Linked DNA regions of Zea mays: region 2 is linked to region 1. A link is a contact called in public Hi-C data. All regions are on one chromosome and are shown on one strand. The core of a region is the stretch at or near the end of the contact, and the rest is flanking DNA. Distances in the headings are between cores, read along the strand shown.

Region 1 (6,246 bases), core at 1,330-3,829:
ACCTTTTTTTGGTCATCTGGAATACTAAACTACTAATTTGCTTCCAAGAGAATTTATAGCGATTGTTCAGATACCTAGCTTGGTAATGGATAGATCTGCTCAATATGAGAAGAAATTTCAAATAATGGATGTGTTTAATTGCTATTCAAAGCATAGCAAGGATTCTTCTCGGTATAGATCATTTTTGGGTGTTTGCTTTCCTTTCTTGATTTTCTCTGATCTTTTTGCCAGTGCTAAATTTGAAAATTATCATTTTAACAAATTTTTAAACATGGCTGGAACATTTTATTAAGGAAGGTTCTTGAGTAATGTTTTGCTAAAGAATTGATTCTACTGCTCTGACAGATACATTGTTGGTCTAGCTGGCCCACCTGGTGCTGGCAAGTCCACAGTTGCCTCTGAAGTTGTTCGACGTGTTAATACATTTTGGTCCCAGAAGCACACAAAGGGTAGTGGAGCACCGCTTCCTACCAAGGAAATTGCTGCAATGCTTCCAATGGATGGTTTCCACCTTTATCGTGCCCAGCTTGATGCAATGGAGGTTTGTTACCTTTGAGTGAACCATATCTAAATTTTAGGTTCTTTCTAAAATTATTAACATATTTGTACCTTTAGGATCCAAAAGAAGCACATGCAAGAAGAGGAGGTGCCTAATATTCTCTGTTTAATCTGTTTCATTTAAACTGTATTTAGGTAAATACTAACATCATAGTTATTGATTTTAGCACCCTGGACATTCAATCCATCACTGTTTCTGAAATGTCTACATACACTAAGAACAGAGGTATCTACCAGTGCCCTGCAATACAAATTCTTGAATACTGCATGCTATTTAATCTGATCCTCTAAACATCTTGGTTTGTAGGGTTCAGTTTATGCTCCATCATTTGATCATGGTGTTGGCGACCCAGTTGAGAATGACATATTTGTAAAGCCACAGTAAGTTAGATTGGATTCAAATGTATTGCTTGAGTCATAAAATCTTTTGGATCAACTTAATTTAGCACCGTACAACTTAGATTTCTTGTTGCCTTTCTTCTATCTTCCTATATGAGATTGTACCTGTATCTTGTAACTCTTTCCATGTGCAATGACTGCATGCCAGCATTGATACCATCTTTCCACAATGCTTCAGTTACTTTTAAGTACTGGTCCGAGTGTGACACTTACTGATTGTTAATTATCATGACTTTGGCAGGCACAAAATAGTGATAGTTGAAGGGAACTATCTGTTACTGGAAGAAGATGTTTGGACCGAAATTAGAGACTTGTTTGATGAGAAATGGTGAGTATGCAGACTCCGCAACTGTAATTTGCAGTAATACATACTTTTTTTAATGTCCCTTCATCATCTTTTCGACTTTGGTGTGAAAATAGTAGTTTCTAATGGCCAAATTACTTTCTTAGGTTCATTGACATTGACATTGATATCTCCATGCAAAGAGTGCTCAAGAGACATATTGCAACCGGTCTGCTCTAATCCATTCACATTCCAGCACTATATTATTTATGTCACATATTCATTGTTTGTTTTGTTTCTCTTGTCAGGAAAAGAGCCAGATGTAGCAGCATGGAGGGTAATTATCTTGCCTAACCCTGCTTTTCTATCCACACACAAGAATGAAGAATGCATATTTATGCGTAGATGAATTCAAATAAAACTGCACTATGGTTCCTTTCAAGAACTTTTTTTTACCTCGATAACCATTTACACCAATCGACCAAAATGATGCCCCTTAGCTTTTTAGAATTGTTTTTATCGATTGATTTTCCTAGAAGAAAGTTATAGATTTACAGCAATTTTATTGTGGATATTTTTTTCTTCTGTTAATCATGTTCAGCTGTCAATGCTGATGCCCTGTCATTCTCCTCAATGCTCAGTTTCTGAATTTTGCCAGTTATTATCTTGAAATTGTTCTTGTGAATCAGATCTCCTACAACGACCGACCGAATGCAGAGCTTATCCTGGAATCAAGGAAGAATGCTGACCTTGTGATCAGATCAGTAGACTTCTCAAGCTAGTGTTCAATTCTTTCAATAGGAAATAGCATTGTGGTTCTAGAGTTGGAGGTTGTTGTGGGCTGTTTCCGTGGAGATTCCTGTACATATAATAAGCTGAATGCCTGTTTCAAATTTTCATGGTGATTGTGTTGCATGTAATAAGATATTCCTTCACTATGTACCGTGGAGGATTGTTAAGTAATTTATTGACATTTTTTAATAGAAACACCCTTCAGATTTGTGTCCAATGTCATATTTTTGTTCCTGTAGAAGATATTAGGAGCTTTATTGTTGTATCGAAGGAGCAAAATGTCTAGGATCACAGGCCAGAGCAGCTCCAAGAGGCGACCAAAACATATCCCAAAACTCGTTTTAGGCTTCAAAACATAAAAATATATCGTCCAACAGTTCCCTCAATTTCCTCCAAAAATCCGGACGTACCGCATCCGACCCCTGCCTTCCCTCAAATTTTCGCGACTCCAATTCTTCCCCAATCCATCTGCGCCGACGCCACACAGTCGTTGCCGCGTTTTTTTTTCGCCCACACGCTCGGAGGATGGCAATGATTCGTTGTCCGGCGGCATGCAACATGCAAAATTGTAATTTCAGATCAACACATGGACAACAATACAGCCCAACAGCCTTTTAGTGGCCCAATACAATGTGCAATGTCCGACGGCATGATTATGAATAGTTACAATAAGCTTTGGCTTTGGGATGAAGAACTTCTCTTATGACGGAATAAAGGGAGATAAAGAGTGGTCGACGAAGCTATAGGCTAAGGACCTTCGACTTAACATATTGACGAAGCTTAAACACGAAGATGACTGAAAGGGGCTAAAGACCTTATAGTCCTCAATAATTCATGTTAGGATTATAGGCACAGGGATATAAATGTACTTTTATCCGGACTGCGTCCCGTGCCTATAAATAGATAAACAGTAACATCGTACTGTGCACGCTGGATTGTAATCGCACTCGCGCCATTCTCGCTCTCCCACCTTTTGGCAAGCTGAAGGTACCATTATAATATGAATATCGTTAATGCTTATTCATATTTAATGAAGATGATAATAAATGAATTATTGATATATAACAATTATTATCTTCATTCCTCTATATTCCTCTGTATTCCTTCACTTTCTTATTTATATTCATTTTCATATGATAAAATGATGAAGATGTGTCCTTCATGACCTTCGTCTGAAGATCATTATATCCAACAGGAAATAATGCTTCGAAGGACGAAGGTCTTTTCCATTAACAATTGTGTTGCCTTGTTCTTGATTTATAACATTTGAGAACAAATGACCAACATTGGCGCACACCTCCGGTGAACTCACTTCCACAACCTTCGGAAGAGCATCCATCTTCGACATGCCACCGGAGAAGGCAACGGTGCCAGGGGCTGCCCTACAACCAATGGATACAAATCAAGATGCTCTCTCTGCGAGAGGCTAGGAACCAAAAGAGAAAGCCCACCAGTCCAACTCTTCAAGAGGAGCAAATTGATCAGGAAATCAGGGACCTAGAGGCCATTCATCAACAAGTGCAAAGGAAAAAGGAGAAGATGGTCTGGCTAGCCGACCTTCAGAAAAAGATTGACGAAGCCGCTGAAGAAATGCGTCATCTTACTCAGGATGGCCAGGACCGAAGGCCTCAGCATAGGGAGCTTCGTCAAGAGAGCTTATTCAACGAAGATGAATGGTATGATGACTTTCATCATGATAACTTTACTTTTGATGATGCTTCTCCTCTGGCAGCAGAATTGCAGGCTATCCCATGGCCACAATCTTACAAGCCACCCCAGTTGCCCATGTATGACGGACACTTGAATCCAAAGCAATTCTTGATGAGCTACGAGGCAACAATATCTTCGTATGGGGGCAACACCGCTTCATGGCAAAGTCCTTCGTCATGGCAGTCCGAAGCATGGCCCAAACATGGTACTCCTCCCTTCGGCCTGGAATAATTACATCATGGCAGAAGCTCAAGGATATGCTAGTTACCAGTTTCCAAGGGTTTCAGACGAAGCCAGTAACTGCTCAGGCTTTATTTCAATGCACACAAGACCATGAGGAGTATCTTTAGGCGTATGTCCGAAGGTTTTTGCGTCTGAGAGCACAAGTGCCCACAGTGCCCAATGAAATTGTCATTGAAGCCATGATCAAGGGACTTCGGCTAGGACCTACAGCCCAATAGTTTGTCAAGAAGCCTCCACAAACCCTGGAGAAGCTCCTTCAGAAAATGGATGAGTACATCCAGGCCGATAATGATTTTTGCCAAATAAGGGAGGAAGCTTACAGGTTTTCTGAAATGACCAGGGGCTTTGGAGGGAGACTTCATCCCAGGCATGTACGATCAATTCATAACTCCAATGCTAATGATGAAAGGGCTAGCAATGTTCAGCATAACCATCACAGTTCTCAGTCTTCGAGCATGCAACAGACTTCTTTCAGACCACCAGCTCCGAGAGGCAGAGGAGGAAGGAGTTTCAGTGGAGGAAGGTTCGACAATCAACCTAGAAAGTTGTACTGCCTTTTTTTTGGCGAGGACAAGGGCCACACAACAAGGACATGCCAGGTCACGATTCAGAAGCAAAAGGAAATTGCTGAAGCCAAGGCGCGACAGAGTCAGCCGAATCAAGTCCTTCACACTGCTTCGTGTTATTCTCCATACATCCCAGAATACGTAGGCAATCAACAACCTATGACTTCTGTTGCTTCGACAAGCCATTCCTGAACTTCTTGGCCTCAGTTGCCACCACAACCACCGTTGGTCCATAATCAGCAGCCAGAAGGGCGCAATCATACTCAGCAACAGTGTGACCTTCGGGAGGAGTCCAAAGCTCGCACAGTCAACAACACTATGCCTGAATCGAAGCATATTTACTAAAAGGACTACAGTGGCTCGCCCAAGGAACATGTTGATCTGATGTATCTTAACTCTTTCTGCTTTTATATTTTCTTGAAAGAAAAACAATACAGGAGGGATTAATTTTCAACGTGATGTAATAATATTGTTGTTACATCATCGAGTGTGACAAAAATTAAATTCCAAAGCTACAAAGCCGTCCCTAAGGGAGCGCAGAGTAAGTTTCGAAGCTACAAAGTCGTTCCTAAGGGAGCGCGGAGTAAGTTCTTGAAAGGGAATTAGGCTTACACCTAGTTCATATATAATTTTGGTGGTTGAATTGCCCAACACAAATCTTTGGACTAACTAGTTTGCCCAAGTGTATAGATTATACAGGTGTAAAAGGTTCACACTCAGCCAATAAAAAGACCAAGTTTTGGATTCAACAAAGGAGCAAAGGGGCAACCGAAGGCACCCCTGGTCTGGCGCACCGGACTGTCCGGTGTGCCACCGGACATGTCCGGTGCACCAGGGGGACTCAGACTCAAACTCGCCACCTTCGGGAATTGCCGGAGGCGACTCGGCTATAATTCACCGGACTGTCCGGTGTACACCGGACAGTGTCCGGTGCGCCAAGGGAAGTCGGCCTCAGGAACTCGCCAGCTTCGGGAAACTCCAACGGCTAGTCCACTATAATTCACCGGACTGTCCGGTGTGCACCGGACTGTCCGGTGCGACTCCGGTGCAACGGCTATCTCCGCGCCAACGGCTCTCTGCCGCGCATTTAATGCGCGCTCTGCGCGCGGAGATGGCAGGCGTGCCCATACTGGCACACCAGACAGCAAACAGTACTTGTCCGGTGTGCACCGGACACCCAGGCGGGCCCACAAGTCAGAAGCTCCAACGGTCAGAATCCAACGGCAGTGATGACATGGCAGGGGGCACCGGACTATCCGGTGTGCACCGGACTGTCCGGTGCGCCATCGAGCAGGCAGCCTCCCAACGGCCACTTTTGGTGGTTGGGGCTATAAATACCCCAACCACCCCACCATTCATTGCATCCAAGTTTTCCAGCTTCCAACCACTATACAAGAGCTAGCATTCATTGCAAAGCACACCAAAAGAGATCAAATCCTCTCCCAACTCCACACAAAGCATTAGTGACTAGAGAGAGTGATTTGTAGTGTTCATTTGAGCTCTTGCGCTTGGATCGCTTCTTTTCTTTCTTGATTCTTTCTTGTGATCAAACACTCACTTGTAATTGAGGCAAGAGGCACCAATTGTGTGGTGGCCCTTGCGGGAAGTTTGTTTCCCAAGTGATTTGAGAAGAGAAGCTCACTCGGTCCGAGGGACCGATTGAGAGAGGGAAGGGTTGAAAGAGACCCGGCCTTT
Region 2 (6,246 bases), core at 1,792-4,291, 330 kb after region 1:
TAATCGGGCAGATCAGGTTGGACTTCCTAGTTGCATCAACAAAACTGACTTGCCCGACTAATCACAACTAATCACGATTAATCGGACGACTTGAAATCATTGATCAGACTATTATAAAGTTGAAATGAAAGACAGGGGAGAAGCCTCTTATGTTATATAAATAAAAATTCACAGAGGTAGACATAAGGGAGTATTAGGACTCTCACAGAAGTCATACATAGAAAAGTACTAAAGAAGTATAGTATGCATCAGTGTAAGGCCACGCATGCGCCAATAGTCAAGGGTGATAAGTTTGGGAATTATCAGTGTCAAAAAGATCAGATGAAGTCAGTACCATATGCTTCTACTATCGGAAGCATTATGTATGCTCAAAATATATATTCGCCCTGACTTAGAATTTACTACCGGATGATTGGGAGATATCAGATCAACCCAAGCATAGAACACTGTAAAGCAGACAAGAAGGCTCTGAGGTACCTACGATACCTACAAGGTACTAAAATGGTATCATGCTAACATACAGAAGATCTAGTTCCCTACGAATAGTTGGCTATGCAGATGCTCATTGAGAATGTTGTAGAGATACACCGAAGTCTACTTCGGGGTATGTATTTGCACTATCTGGAGGAGTTATTTCTTATAAGAGTTGCAAACAGACAACAAATGCATCGTCAACAATGCACACTGAGTTTGTAGCCATGTATGCGGCAAATGGGCATGCTATATAGATGAAAAATTCATACCCGGATTAAGAGCGGTTGATAGCATAGAAAGACTACTGATAATTTACTGCGATAATGAGCCATCAGTATTTTACTCCTATAACAACAAGTCAAGTGGCGTTGCTAAGTTCATTGACATTTAGTGTTATGTTGTTAAGAAGAAGATTCAGGATCAAATCATAAAAGTTGAGCATAACAGTAGATAGTAGATGCTAGTGGGTCCGCTCACGAAAGGCCTTCTACCCAACGTGTTAACACATTACGTAACCGGCATGGGTTTAAGGAAGTGCCTATGATCTTGAATCACAGGGGCTACAGATTGCAACCTAATAAAGTATCTTTTTTTTCTGAAGCAGGGGAGCATGTTGTAGTCAATGAGTACGGTGATACTTAATCGGTCATTGTCATGCATTGGTCTCTATGTGTAAACTTGTCAAGGGACGGAATCCAGAAAAGTTGACTATAAGGAATGTAGAGAACAAAGGGGAGATTGTTGGATGTGTCCTCTACAGCCGGTCATAGTGACTGGATTGGGCTTAACCCAACTGTCCATCTCCTTAATCGGGCCCTTGATTGGGGGTCCACGCTAACCTTAGTTGGTCCCCCGGTCACACAACACTGTATAAAGGATTAAGGGTCGCAGGAAAGCCAATACTAGTACTTGCCTAAAACGACTCGGATCTTGCTACCCGCTGTTCCACTGCATGGGGAAATGGAGGTGACGCCGACGACAACGACACCTCTCCACCACCACCTCGCGGGACTCGTTAACAACAACGATGAATGTATGTTTCCTTATGCCTCTAAGTAGAATAAATCTACTCGTCATTGAGGATAGGAGCTTAGGAATCGATACTAGACACCGTAGAATCTAACATTACATATATCTTTTAGTAAACCGATGTGGTGGATTATTACGTACTGATCAGGATAGGGAGAGGGGAGTAAAAACAGCTCACAAGATCTAAACTATATAATCTGAAGGTTAATTTGGAATGAATTTGAACTGCCCAATTGGTCCATATATCTAGCGCAAGTCATCCAAAGCAAGGATGAACGACAAGGTAATCCAAATCAGACGACAATTTCCAGAGGTTTCTGCGTCTGGACCACCGCAGTATGACATCGATCCCATCACCAAATAAAATCATAGCTTACCTGAAGGGGGGGACCATGCATGCTGGTGTGTGTTCCACACAACAAAACAAAACAAGAAAAAGAGGAGCTTTATTTAGTGGTTAGCTAAAGGAACATCACTATCTGTGTGTGCAAAATTAACAATCCTTTCCGATATATATATATGCATGCGGTATCCAAAGAGAGATAGAAATTATATAAGCAAGGCATATCTGTCGTTAGCGGCTTAACGATGCTTTCGCGAGGCGTGTTTTCTGGGTAATAAACAAGCCACCCCCCCCCCCCCCACTAGGGCTACTGCCCTAGGTAGGCCCCACTGGCCAGCCAACCAACAAACCTAAAGAAAGCGAGAAGGCTCGAGAAAGAAGGGACAGGCTAAGGCCTAGTGGGAAGAGGAGAAAGAACGTATGTACGGGGGTGCATGGATGCATGATGCATGGCCATAGAAGAGGGAGATGAGAGAGAGAGAGTATAGATAGTATTGTATTGTATGTGCAGATTAGAATCGAAGATGCTCCCCGATATATCTCTAATAATGCATGATCGCATGCGTCCTAATCATGTCATGCCTGCCTGCCTATTTATAATTGTTAGTAACAACCATAGCGGCATCCTTGTAGTAGTGCATGGATTCGGGTGCCGGCCCGTATACTCAACTCGCTCGTTTGGCGCCCGGCAGAGACCGGGCTTTAGGGTTCATCCTTGCATTGCTGTAATAAAATCCATGTCGAGAAGACGGTCAGAAAGAACCTCAAGACCCGAGTGTATGTAGCTTTTGGTCATCGGATCGGAGCCTGCGAAGTGCGTCCACAACCCGCCCGCCCGGCAGTATGTATGTACACGCATGCGAATGCGATGGGCCGCCTAACCCGTGACCCGACGGATAAGCCGTGGGGCCCGCGATGGCCACTGGCGGAGTGTGGGGGCGGGTGGGCGGGCCGGCCTGTCCCTGGTCGGCCTGGCAGGCCCACCGACGGCTGCACCCTGCTCCGCAACCCACCCCAGCGGTTTGTACGCGCACCACACGCACACCCATCGGCGCATGGCTGGGCTCTGGCCTGGCCTGTGACCTCTGGCACGTGTGTGTGGCGGTGGCGGGGCCTCGCACGCCCACACGCCCCTCCCTCAGGCCTCACCTCTCTATAAAACATCACGCCGGCCAAACCACACGCACAGCGCCAAGGGCACCACCAGCAAGGACCAAGACAGAGCACAGCGCAGCTCGTCGGCCTCTCGACGCCGGTTGCTGCAACCACCGCCTTTATTGCCCACGCGGGCCGTGCGGAAGAAGCAAGAAGACACGCCAATGGAGGTCGCCGCAGCATCGGCAGCGAGCTACGGATTCAAGGCCGACGACGACGTTGACAGCCTCAGGGCGACGGAGCTCAGGCTTGGCCTGCCGGGCACGGAGGAGAAGGAGGAGGCCGAGGAGCCCCAGCACAAGGCGGCACCGCCGCCGCCGTCCACGCCCAGAGGCAAGAAGCGCGACGTCGTCGCCAGCAGCGGGCCCGAGGACGCGCCCAAGAAGCGCGACTGCGAGACCGACGCCGACGCCGACGCCGCGCCGCCGCCGGCCGCCAAGTGAGTAGCGACTACAGCGTTAGCGATTCGATGCTTCGGTTAGTTCACGGTCACCACGCACGCACGCGCGCGCGCAGATCAGGTCTGCAGCAGCAAGCAGAGCAGCGTGCAACTCCTGGCGCGCACATGCAGCGGCTCACGTCACGCACCGTCCTTGCGCAGGGCTCAGCTGGTGGGATGGCCGCCGGTGAGGTCGTACAGGAAGAGCTGCTTCCAGCAGCAGGCGGCGGCCAAGAACAAGCCGGCGGCAGCCCTGGCGGAGGAGGCCCCGGCCGCCGGCGGGTTGTTCGTGAAGGTGAGCATGGACGGCGCCCCCTACCTCAGGAAGGTGGACCTCAAGATGTACAAGGGCTACCGCGAGCTGCGGGAGGCGCTGGAGGCCATGTTCCTCTGCTTCTCCGGCGCCGCCGACGCGCCCGCCGTCAACCCCTCCGACTTCGCCGTCACCTACGAGGACAAGGACGGCGACCTCATGCTCGTCGGCGACGTGCCCTTCGGGTAATAAGTGCTTGCCAAACATATATACTAGTATTTGATATGCATGGAGATTGTGTACGTCTATATATATTTGGACGACGGTATCTGATTCGTTGGTTTTTCCTCTACTTTTGTCTCTGCAGCATGTTCATCAGCACCTGCAAGAGGCTGAGGATCATGAAAGGGTCTGAAGCGAGAGGGCTCGGCTCGGCCAAGAACAACTGATGATGAGGCGTCTATCGCATGCTTGTGCTGTGCGTGCGTGCATGCGCCAGCAAATTCTTTTGTTCTTTTGGGGTCTTATTTCTTCTCCAAGGCGTCCCTGCATGGGTGTGGGCGTGTGGTGTTGAGTATTATGTACCTTCTCCCCTAGCATTGTCTGTGCCAACAATGGAGCAGCAGCTAGCAGCAAACCAGAGACATGGCGAGGCGAAAGATGAAGCTGCTTGCTTGGAAGGAGAGAGAGAGAGAGAGAGAGAGAGAGAGAGAGAGAGAGAGAGAGAGAGAGAGGGAAGCTTTGTGCATGCGTGGAATGATGTGTGGTCGCTTTGTTCTTTTTCTTTTGTGCCCCTTGTAGGGGTGTGTGTGTGTGTGTTTAGCAAGACATGCAAAAGGAGTGGAGAGTCGAGTTGAATCTCCATGATGCGTGGTTGTACAAAGCCAAAGATCACTCTTCTTTCTTGTCTATCAGTCTATTGTCTATCTATCGATCAGCAGCCTGGTCGTTGCTTCTGTAATTGCGAGTGTTGAAATTGCAGGGGAGGAATTGTTTTCCTCTCTGTCCCTGGTGAGTTGAGTTATCTATCCGAATAACACGATCGAGGAACTAGTGTTCCTTACGAATGTATTCACATCATCACATGCCATATGCCCAAGCTATAAGCTAGGCCACCATTTTCAAGATCCAGGAAAAGCTTGCTTCGCCATTGCACCACACTTGGCACCTTGCCAGGTCGGGTAACAGGCAGGCAAAGCTACCAAATTGGCCGGCCGGGCATGGTCAGAAACCAGAAGGCAGAGCTGGTTAAGGCTCAACAGAAACCAATGCTCTGGTCTGGGTCTGGGTCTGGGTCTGGGTCTTGGTCTTGATCTCTGGCGAAGAGCGAGAGAGAGAGAGAGAGGGCTAAATCTGGGTGCTGCACACTTGCAGAGCCGAGAGCGCCCACCCATTGGCCATTCAGATTTCCTTCCCACTGGGTAACGTGCCGCTGTTCCTGGCCGCGCCGACAGGGGACATGTGGCGCACATGGTTTCAGACTTTCAGTTCAGTCGAGTCCCGGACGGACGACGACGCGAGAGGGGATCGAGGCTCCCGCTCCTCCCGTCGTCCCGGCTCCACGCCGTCGCTGGCAGGCGGTCGGTCCGGCCGCCCACCGGAGAGCATAGAGCCTGGAGCTCCAGGCAGCAGCTAGGACCCAGGCGGCGGAAGCAGCCAGCAGCAGCATCGGCGGGCAGCGAAACCAATGGATTGGCGCAGTGCAGATGCAGCATGGAGCCGAGGCCCGAGGGGGTCCCTGTCTGCTCTGCTCCGCGGCAGCCAGCAGTGCAGGTTTTCCATTTCCCTTGCGGTGCATGCGCTGCATTTCCAGGCACTCCATGATTGGTCTGGTCACTATTGCATGTGTTAGGTCCAACCAGAGCTAGCTGGTCTTGTGCGTGCGTGTGTGTGTTACCGGTGGATTCATTGTGCTTGCTCACAGGGCTAGCGCGCGTATGGATGGAAAATGGAAACGGACATTTTTATACGCTAAAACTTGTAATATAATTATACATGTCCAAACGCGCCACCCGATACGACCCAGCCCGTCCACGAATTAGGCACGACCCGAACCAGGCCGTGTAGGCACGACATCTTGAACGTCTTATGCTGGGCCAGGCTAGCACGACCAGTTTATATGTGGCCCTATACACGACACGATAGTGTGCTAACCGTGTCGTGTCGTTCTGGGGGCACGATAGGCACTAAGGTACCGTCATTACACAGCTGTTTTGCCGAAAACACTCGGCGAAGTTTTTGCCGAGTGTAACTTTCAGCTAAGAAGTATCGGCAAACTATACATCAGCAATGGCTCCTTTGTCGAGTGCCACATGGTGCTCGGCAAAGAAAAATCGTCGTCATGGCATTAGGTAACGGTGACGGAGCCTTTGCCGAGTCTCCTCCATGACACTCGGCAAAGGCTCCCTCTTTGCCAGTGTCTGTTGGACTAGCGCTCGATAAAGAAGCCCTCGTGGGCCCCTTTGCTGAGTGCCAACTGGACTAGCTCTCGACAACAGGAGCACCAATGGGCCCCTTTGATAGTCTCTTTACCGAGTGTATTAGGAGGCACTC

Evidence for each region. Hi-C and Micro-C count contacts between places; a contact is called where the count stands out from the background.
Region 2: a Hi-C map of ear shows a contact between it and region 1, with 2.2 times the contacts expected there. The contact joins the promoter of LOC100192924 here to the enhancer-like site in region 1. A contact is called at or near these places in 2 of 25 Hi-C or Micro-C datasets (ear and tassel).

The regions. Positions count from the first base shown.
Region 1 is chr3:119,126,427-119,132,672 of Zm-B73-REFERENCE-NAM-5.0, forward strand. It overlaps LOC100272360, which reads left to right. Exons shown (of 12, transcript NM_001146843.1): 5 at 346-541; 6 at 616-646; 7 at 726-784; 8 at 866-939; 9 at 1,199-1,285; 10 at 1,408-1,469; 11 at 1,549-1,577; 12 at 1,930-2,240. The coding sequence ends at 2,022. Among protein-coding and RNA genes, the nearest start is that of LOC100272360, 14 kb to the left of the region's middle. Within about 2 kb of position 2,580, at least 7 of the 20 cell types and tissues checked have an H3K27ac peak or open chromatin away from gene starts, as enhancers often do. A contact at or near this core is called in ear, where this site is marked.
Region 2 is chr3:119,455,100-119,461,345 of Zm-B73-REFERENCE-NAM-5.0, forward strand. LOC100192924 reads left to right here and starts at 3,042. Exons shown (of 3, transcript NM_001138108.1): 1 at 3,042-3,440; 2 at 3,603-3,938; 3 at 4,061-4,649. The coding sequence starts at 3,166. The coding sequence ends at 4,142.